Regions from separate parts of the Hordeum vulgare genome. Here region 2 is linked to region 1. Evidence: chromatin contacts called from public Hi-C data. All regions are on one chromosome and are shown on one strand. The core of a region is the stretch at or near the end of the contact, and the rest is flanking DNA. Distances in the headings are between cores, read along the strand shown. Region 1 holds the start of LOC123411410 (protein ALTERED XYLOGLUCAN 4-like). Region 2 holds the start of LOC123408394 (galacturonosyltransferase 8-like).

What was found. Hi-C and Micro-C count contacts between places; a contact is called where the count stands out from the background.
Region 2: a Hi-C map of seedling shows a contact between it and region 1, with 2.3 times the contacts expected there. The contact joins the promoter of LOC123408394 here to the promoter of LOC123411410 in region 1. A contact is called at or near these places in 2 of 6 Hi-C or Micro-C datasets (leaf and seedling) and 1 of 1 datasets of contacts at active chromatin or transcription factors (embryo).

What each region holds. Positions count from the first base shown.
Region 1 is chr7H:98,541,858-98,546,977 of MorexV3_pseudomolecules_assembly, forward strand. LOC123411410 (protein ALTERED XYLOGLUCAN 4-like) reads right to left here and starts at 2,788. Exons shown (of 2, transcript XM_045104350.1): 1 at 2,422-2,788; 2 at 720-2,255. The coding sequence starts at 2,602. The coding sequence ends at 1,159.
Region 2 is chr7H:98,687,236-98,692,062 of MorexV3_pseudomolecules_assembly, forward strand. It overlaps LOC123408394 (galacturonosyltransferase 8-like), which reads left to right and starts at 3,270. Exons shown (of 4, transcript XM_045101512.1): 1 at 3,270-3,368; 2 at 4,267-4,827. The coding sequence starts at 3,270.

The DNA.
Region 1 (5,120 bases), core at 1,538-4,037:
GTGGAGAAAACGGAAAACGGTTCGCTCGGTCTGGTATATATAAAGTGCCACCTCTATTTCAGCAGAGTCATGTACTTACCGCAGTGGTCGACGCACCACTAGCTATCTGCAGAGACCTGAGTTCAAGTCCAGGCCGGCCTGTTTTTCGTTTCCTATTGCTTCATTTTTTTTGTAAATTCAAATGCTTTTAAAACATTCATATCTTTTAAATCCTAACTTCAAATCTAACATGTTATATATGAAAATCGCTCAGAAAAAAGTGAAGATTTCAAATATGCTATTATTTTACATGTTACTTTCCTGTTTTTCTTTTCCTATTGCTTCATTTTTTGTGTCAATTCAAATGTTTTTCAAACATTCATATCTTTTAAATCCTAACTCCAAATCTAACACGTTATATATGAAAATCGCTCAGAAAAAATTAAAATTGGTCACGTAATTTTCAAAATTAATATTTAAAAACTTGTGCCCCCGGCCGTTTTAGCATATTAGTAGCCCAAATGGCTATAACTCAACCCTTTTACCCCATAATCCTCGATTCAATCACACATAAGCTTATTTTGTTATTTTTTTCTATTGAGCATGTATTTTTTATATTAATAAAACAAAGAACTGTGGGGGCGCTTTTAAGGGTTGTTGTTTCATGCACAAATTTAAACATATGGCGCACAAATTTTAAAACGGAGTGAGTACTTAAAATGAAAATATATGAAACACTGGTGAGCATAATAAAAGGTGTTGATAACCTATCGAGGTATTTAACGTGCTTTATAAATTAAGTTGGTCTTTTTTTCCTCTCCGAAGAGCATATACGAAAACCGTAACAGTCTAAAGATTTTTTATTCAGTTATAACACATGTACGTGTGACAAACTGAGACGAGAAAGAAGGGAAATAGCTATAGTCATAAGACATGTAACAATGTGTCTCGTTGCAAAGCATGGGCATTTGTGCTAGTCTATAATAAAAGACATTCGGTTTGTCATGCCTAAAAATTCATCGTAGATTTCTTGCATTTTCTACGTGGCCGTCGGCCTCGCGTGGACGCGTGCGCAAGAGATGCGCGTGGTCGGGGTGGTGGGTAGGTGGCGTCGTGGCAGCCACCACGCATGCACGATGCGTCGATGGGCATGTACCGCATCGTGCATACCACTTGGCTTCAGCCGCTTGTAGCCAGCATCTGCATGAGTATGTCGTTGAACGTGTCCACAGGCCCCGGCGAGCACCAGTGCAAGCAGTCGTTGTTCACCGTCTCTGGCACGGGCTTTCCGAGACCGTACCTGCCCTTGACGATGTAGGCGCCTGGGTGCCCGTCGGGCCGCATGGATGCCAGCCTCGTCACGTCCAGCACGTCGAACCGCAACCCCCGTCGCTGCCTTTTCGCCGCCGCCGTGGCCGCTTCCTCCAGCACGGCCTTCCTCATCTCGGCCGTGATCACCTCCTCGGGCGCCTCTCCCTCACCATACGGGTTCGGCCGAGAGCACGCGTCCCGGTGGTTCCACGCGTACCTGGCGTCGAAGTGCGCCGACGCCATGGTTGACACCACCACCAGCTTCTGCCTGTCGCCGCTCGACGACTTCTCGTTCACGTACTCCAGCGCCCTCCGGATCGCCTTGCGGTACGCGCCGACGTACCCGCCGCCGATGTCGGTCTCGTTCACGTCCGGACGGGAGAAGACGCCGGCGATCTGCCCGTCGTCGTAGTAGACGGCCGGGTGGTTGAACCAGTGCCCCGCCGAGATCACCATGACGTCCATCGCGTCCACGTCCGCCGTCCACGGCTCGGTCAGCGCGTCCAGGAACACCGTGTCCTGCGTCATGCCGTAGTCCTCCGACCTGCCCTCGCCGCGCACCAGGAACGGCGACCAGTACGTGGAGACTTCGACGTTGTGCGGCGCCGGGAAGACCCACCGCCAGAACTTGCGGCCCAGCCGCTCGTCGTACCGGTGCGTCGTCTCGGGCCGCGACACCGTGGAGAGGAAGCAGACGAGGGCCTCCGCCTGGTTGCGCGCCGTGGAGTCGCCCACGAAAGCCAGGCGCTTGCCCCAGACCACACGGAGGAACTCCGTCGGGTCGAGCGCCGAGAGGTTGCAGCCCGCCGGCTGCCACCGCCAGTGCAGGTACCCGTTGTCCGGCTTGCCGTTGATGACGCACTTCTCCGCGCTCTTCATTTCGCAGTTCTGGCTATCGTACCGCGGGCCGGTGGTGCTGTCATCCCACACCCACTTCCCGGCGGTGTAGTCGCATTGCTGCCAAGCTGGCCGGGGAATCGATCAGGAACGCAAGAAATTAATGGAGGTCAGCATATAAATAGCATGAAATCAAGCCATTTTTTCGAACGATCCCAGAAATGCAATAAAGACATATACAATATACTACAGTGAAACATATATATACGCGTGTACGACTAATTGCATGCTTACCTTGAGGAGGGCTTGTGCCTGAGCGATGTGCTTGAAATGCAGCGAGAAGACTGGTACATGAGAGGAAAGATGGAGTGGAGTAGAGGAGGATGTAAACGATAGGCAAGGTCAACAGAGCACCAGTGAGGAAGTTCTTGAGGAAGGAACACTGGCCATGAGTTCCAATTTGTGTTCCTCCCATTTGCCGAGGACGTACGATATGCAGCCTTCTACCTCTAGATAGGTACCGGGGTGTGTATATCTATGGAGCGAATGCATCTACTCCGCATCATCGTATATATATATATGGGAGTTTGAGCGAATGCATCTATGGAGCGAATGGAGTATATAAATTGGAATCTAGTACTGGTGACATACCGTATATATATGGGAGTTTGAGCGTCGAATTATGGCACTGTTTTTTTTAAACTACTAAGACTTTTTTTTAGTCCCAACTAAAAAGTCTCAGTTCCTATCCGTTTTTTTTCAGAAACTAAACAGACTAAAACCAGGAGTCAACGTCAACAATTTGAGAGCTTGCATAAACCAAGAAATAGAAAAGGTGATTAATGATTGAGTTGATCGAGGCGACGTGTGAGGTTCCAGAGGAACACAAGAAATTGATATAAATTGAGGTCAGCGTAGTCAAGACATAAACGGTGAGACATGTATGTAGTATACTCATATGTGCGCAGGAAAATTGCTGACCTTGAGGAGGTGGAAGAGAAGAAGGGATCGCCTAGCTTGTGCAGTTGTGCTTGAAATGAAGCAAGAATTAGATTGGTACTGTATGAGGAGAAAATGGAGGGGAGAAGAGGAGGATGTAAACAATTTTTTGTTCAAAAGGACCATGAGCCCAACAGAATTGACAAAAAACAAATCATCTATAGATAAAATTGACAGAAGAGACCACCACAATTGTGACGGCGACGCGTGGCACTTACTGCCACGGTGCTAGGCGGCAGCGTGCATATAAGAGCATATCCAACAGCGGCGTCAAAAAACATGCGCGCGGTAAACTAGATTTTTAGCGCGTGCAGGACGAAATCGCACGCTCCAGCGAACGCGGAAAACTATTGCACGCGCGGGGGAGAAAGCATGCTGCCGCGCGCTAGATTTGGCGCACCGCTTTCAGCGCGCCTATAAAATGCGTCGCTCGCCACACGGCTGTCCATAGCCACGCGCCCTCTCTCGCCGCTCTCTCGCCGCTTCCTCTGCCACCATGTTGCCGCGCCCCCGTGGAACCTCGGGCTACCGCGGCGTCCGCGAGCGCCCCTCCGGCGCCTACTACGCCGAGATCAGGTCCGGCGACGTCCGCCTCGGCCTCGGCACCTTCGAAACCACGCACGAGGCCGCCCGCGTGTACGACGCGGCGGTGTGGCGCCTAGAGAGGTCTCGTGCGCAGATGAATTTTTGGGATGTCTACATGCGCGAGCAGGCGCATGACCTTGCCCTTCCACCTCGTCTGATATCAGACCAGGACCATCAGGAGCACCGTCGGCAGCAGCGCCGGCTCCTCGTCGTGGAGGAGGACGAGCGAGATATGGCGGAGTGGCGTCGGCACCACCCTAAGGACGTCGCCACCGAGAACGCCTTCTGGGCGGAGAGGACGGCAAGGCGTCGCGAGGAGCGGCAGGACAAGTGTCGGCGCATGTTACTCGCTATATCGCAGTGCGGGGCCGTCAACAGCGGTTTGCCGTTCATCTTCACTTCTGACGATGACCGTTGGGAGGACGCATGACTATCTACTTCGGACAGCACCCGGGTGACGACTCAGAGTAGTTTTATCTATTTATGTACTTTTTTTATTATCTATCTGTGTATTTTATCGTGTTGGATTATCTATATTATCGTGTTGGACTAGTTTATTATCTATATAAATGAATTATGTATTAAATCTATGCATATATTTTACGTGTTGAACAAGTTTTGCATTTTAATTTACAGCGCCTGTTAAAACGCCCCACGTGCTAAAATATGTTACGGCTGCTCGAGCCGGCACTCGCGCTAAAAAAGGTAAACCGCACGATGCAAATCGGTTTTTTAGGCTGACCGGCGCCTGTTGGAGATCTCTAACATCCAGCCAGTGCCAGGAACGGAACGGTGCACTGCATGCAGGCCCTGCCACCTGAGAACGTGGCGGCAGGATTATTCCTGCGTGCTGGGCGTCGCGTCGTCGCTTCGTCGTTTATTCATGGCGCTATTCCTATCTAAGCCGCAGTAGCTGCCGATCTGTTTTTTACCGTAATTTTCTGCTTAACAGCAAAGCTGTGGGGGCATGCAATGTACAATGGCATGGACGAGGGAATCACACGATAAAAATCAATAATGGGTAAAAAAAATTGCATGGTGATACGTGTCTCATTCATATCGTAAAGATCAAACTACAAGTCACGTAAAACCGACATGACAAAACTGAAAAGATAGCAAAACATCGCTTAGCTTGATACCAACATCCGTCACCTCTCTCCGGCACCATCATAGCAGCCATCAAAGAAAAAAAATAACAGATCACCTCCTCACCGGAACTCACCAAGGCTCCATCGCTGACACACACGCGTAGAAATTAATATTGGACACTCGATAGCAACAATACATCATAGGAATCGGTGGGGTTATCCGAAACAGACTAGCATAACAATACTCTAGGCTCGTAATAATCAATGTTTAAAGCGGTGATTAGTATTCTCTTGAAACGGGTTTTTGCCCCTCTTTATATG
Region 2 (4,827 bases), core at 2,020-4,519, 150 kb after region 1:
GAACAACATTTGGTAACCAACCATATAACTCAAATACGCATAAAACAACGTCGAACCTTAAGTGTGCAGACCCTGCGGGTTCGAGAACTATCTAGACATGACCCGAGAGACTCCTCGGTCAATATCCAATAGCGGTACCTGGATGCCCATATTGGATCCTACATATTCTACGAAGATCTTATCGTTTGAACCTCAGTGCCAAGGATTCATATAATCCCGTATGTTATTCCCTTTGTCCTTCGGTATGTTACTTGCCCGAGATTCGATCGTCAGTATCCGCATACCTATTTCAATCTCGTTTACCGGCAAGTCTCTTTACTCGTTCCGTAATACAAGATTACGCAACTTACACTAAGTCACATTGCTTGCAAGGCTTGTGTGTGATGTTGTATTACCGAGTGGACCCCGAGATACCTCTCCGTCACACGGAGTGACAAATCCCAGTCTCGATCCATACTAACTCAACGAACACCTTCGGAGATACCTGTAGAGCATCTTTATAGTCACCTAGTTACGTTTCGACGTTTGATACACTCAAAGCATTCCTCCGGTGTCAGTGAGTTATATGATCTCATGGTCATAGGAACAAATACTTGACACGCAGAAAACAGTAGCAACAAAATGACACGATCAATATGCTACGTCTATTAGTTTGGGTCTAGTCCATCACGTGATTCTCCTAATGACGTGATCCAGTTATCAAGCAACAACACCTTGTTCATAATCAGAAGACCCTGACTATCTTTGATCAACTGGCTAGCCAACTAGAGGCTTGCTAGGGATAGTGTTTTGTCTATGTATCCACACATGTATATAAGTCTTCATTCAATACAATTATAGCATGGATAATAAACGATTATCTTGATACATGAATTATAATAATAAATATATTTATTATTGCCTCTAGGGCATAATTCCAACATCGTTCCCCTCTTTGGAGGCGTCGGTAAGGACTGATCCCCTCACTTCCCCTTCCCCTAGGTCTCCCGGGCGAAAGCCTTAACTTTGTTGGGTGGCGGCGGCGCTCACGGCGCTGTTCCGTTCTTGAAGGCGCCGCTTTGGGAACCTTGGGGCTGGGTGGCGCTTGTGGGCGGTGGGCGACGGCGGTGGTGCGGCCCTATCCTAGCATGGATCTCGGTCCGTTGCTTGGAGATGGACTCGCGTAGGTGGAGGTCGTCGTTTGGCGTCATGGTGGCGTCGATGACGGAGGCACCTGCCAAGGCTGGTACCTCAATCTTATCTGAAGATGGACCAGTGGAAGATGGCGGTGACGACACATGTGAGTGTGTCGGACCGGTTTGTGCCCCGGACCCGGTATGTGGCTCGGTCAGGGTCTCCGGCTTTAGATGTTAGGCTTAAGTGAGAGGTCTGGGTATTTGGTCCAGCTTGCACCCCTTCATCTTATGGACAGGAGTAGCGGCAGATGTTGCCAAGGTGGCAGATTCAGGCATATTGTTGTACTACTTTGTAAGGTCCTCGAGAATAATCAATAATAAGGCCGCGTGTATCTTCCAGATGCAGAGGCCGGGGGTCATCCTTCTTTTCTAAAAAAACCTTCTCTAACTCTGTTAGTTAGTTCAAAGAAATTAGTGTGTGCGTGACTATTGGTCATGAGTTCGATTCTTAGTCCGGCCACAACATTTTCTCTTTTTTGCTGAATGACATACGGATCTGCTAGACGAAAATTTTATGATGAGGGCTGATTCTTAGAAGTTTGTTATCCTGAGGGTTGGTTCTTAAATTTTTTAGGAAGTTTTTTATAAAATAACATAATGGACCGAGAATACATGTTTTTTCTAATAGTAGGTATGGATACGTATATGATACCCATGTGCTGCCACGAGAATCTTGATAAATCAGATGTAAAAATAGGTGCTAAAACAAAATTATTGTGAAAACATATTTAATTGCTCTAACTTTATATTTTTAAAATAATAAAACATATGAATCATATTATAAATACTTTGTAAAAGGAGAAAACTATTGGATTGGAGTCAATGGATTACCTACATAACAAAAATGTGTAACACAATCTATTATACATTTGCTCTAAGCATCCAACGGATATTCCATCTTTGCATACAAAACAAATAATAAAATAAATTAACATACATAATTGTTGAGGTGGCATGGTTGCATGCAATGACGAAGACAGGCCAGGCAGGCCGTGCTGTGGCATGGGACATGAGGCCAAGACCTTCCTTTACTGTAGCATTTACCATTGACGTAGCCAGACGATGGTTAGGATGGTCCATGGAGGGAGCTCTTGTTCGGCACCTTAAGCGTCTGAACAGATCGCTGATGCCTGCGCGCGCCCACTCGTGGGCCGGACCAAAAGGAAGAAATCTTCGTTGGTCACCCGATCGTGTTTTTTTCGGCTCAATTGCATTTGACCCGTCGCGGCTGACTTGTCTGGTAAACTATTGACTTTTGAAAAATACGAAAAATAGCAAAAAATTAAAAACAATCATGAATTAAAAAATGTTTTCAAACTTAAAAAAAGTTCACAAATTTAGAAATAAAGTTCATAAATCTTTAAAAGTTTATCGAACTTGGAAAAAAGTTCACAACTTTTGGAAAAGTTTATTGAACTTAAAAACTGACTCATCTATTTTTCAAGTTCATTTATTTTCAATTAAAGTTCACAAATTTTAAAAATAGTTCATTAAATTTGAAAATAGTTACTTGAATTTGGAAAAAAATCATTGTTTTTTTAAGTTCTTCAGATTTTAAGAAATTCATCAATTCTGAAAAGGTTCAAGGTATTTGGAAAAGTAAAAAATATAGAGAAAAGGGGAAATATTAAGGAAAAGAAAAAGAAAAGGAAAGAAAAATCGATCCACAAATTGGGGGCTTTCTGCGAACCATAAACAGTCCAGCAATTGAAACACCACGGATTGTGAAGCTTGTGGAAGCTTCCCAAAATTAAGGGCTTTCCGTGAGCTTAAAGACAATAAAATGAAGATAAAAAGGGTAAGAACATTTTTGTGTCCATTGAGCATATTGTTTCTTGAGAGATAACTCTACCCGATTTCCTTCACTTCATAAAAAAACTCTAGCCGATTCCATGAAAGGCTAGAGATGAATGAAATCTTGGTTTTACTTCTCTAACCGATACCTAGCCGATCTTCTAAATTGGTTAGAGGAGTAAAACGTTTACTTCTTCGTCTATCCGATTCCTAAATTTAAACACCGTGAAGCGATCGAGTAAAAGTTTTCTTCACGCAAAGGCCTTCCTGTGGTCGGCCAGCGAAGCTCCCTTGTTGACAATGGTGACCTCGGGCCTTGTCCGTGACCATGCTGTGAATCTGCTTGGCGATGGCATTTTCATATGCAACGAAGACACATGGGCGACGCATGTGTACCAGGTAGCGAGGGTGATGGTGGAGGAGGCGACCTAGTCGGGGTGGGCGCGTGCTCAATGTGGTAAACTGCTCGATACATCAGTGGCTCCAATAAATTTGCATAAGGGAATGAAGAAAGTATAAGTTTTTAGAGGTTTGACTAAAAAATACATACGTATATATAGATATATTTTAGATTATAAATTCATTTATTTTATTTTATATATAGTTTTTTAATAAAATCTTAAGAAACTTATATTTAGAAACGAAATAAGGCACTGTTTGTTTAAAAAGTCTTAGGATTTTTTTAAGTCCCAACTAAAAAGTTCCTAGTCCCTATCTGTTTGGTTCCAGCGATTAAACATGGAATAAAGGTTATTAAATGACATGCTAAAAGACCATGTTACCATTATGAATGAACTAGAGGTTATTAAATGACATGCTAAAAGTAGAGGCGTTGTTGAAAAAGTTTCAAAAAGTCCCCAAAAAACTCTTCTTTAGGGACTTTTTTCTTTAGTCCCAAATGCTCACTTTTAAAGTTCCTCGTGTTTGGTTTATATGAGACTAAAAAAATCCCTTTCCCTGTAAACAAACACCCCTAAGTATCCTCTATTTTTAAATAGCTACAACCCACTAGTTTCAATTTTCTTTTTCATACAACAATGACACGTCATCAAATCATGCATGGAATCATAAGTCTCTTCATCCAAAACATACCATCTCATTCATTATTTTTTTCCAAAAAATTAAGTCATGTACTAAGAAAGTTTTATATTTATTTTTTGCATTAATTTTGATCTCTAGTTCATAAAAAAAACACGGCCGGTACCCGAATTCCGGCCGCCTTGCACTCCCCACCGACGCGTGCTTCGTGATTTGGACCTGAAAAAAACAGGACCATCTCCATAAATCCTCTTGCCAGTGGCAGTGCCACTCCCACTGCCCCACTGCCACTGCCCGAACATTAATCCCTCTCGTCTCATCCCCAACCCCAATCACTCTCCCTCCCCTCCAATGCGGCGAGCTGCCGAACCTTACGAGCATTGAAGCCATGGCAGCCGCAGCCGCTGCCGCAAGCCCCGGACACTCCGCCCTCCCCGCCGCTGTCTTCGTGCTTCTCCTGCTCGTCGCCGCCGCACCGCCCGCCGTAGGCGGCGGAGGCGGCGGGTCCGCGGCCGTGAATGGCGACCGCCTCCGCGCGGAGCAGATCCGGAAGCAGGCCTCGGACGCGGCCGCCTCCGCCGCCGCGCTCGCCGCGGCTTCCCGCCGTCTCCACCTCGACCGCGCGCGCCACCTGCGGCTCCTCTCCTCCCTCCACCGCAACCTCACCGCCACGCTCCGGGACCTGGGGGCCGTCGCCGCGTCCGAGCCGGCGTCACAGGCCGACCAGGCGCGCCGGCTCGACCTCCAGGCCAAGGACCTGATCCGCGCCGCCCGCGCCGCCATCGCCGACGCCAAGCCGCTGTTCGACCCGCAGCTCAAA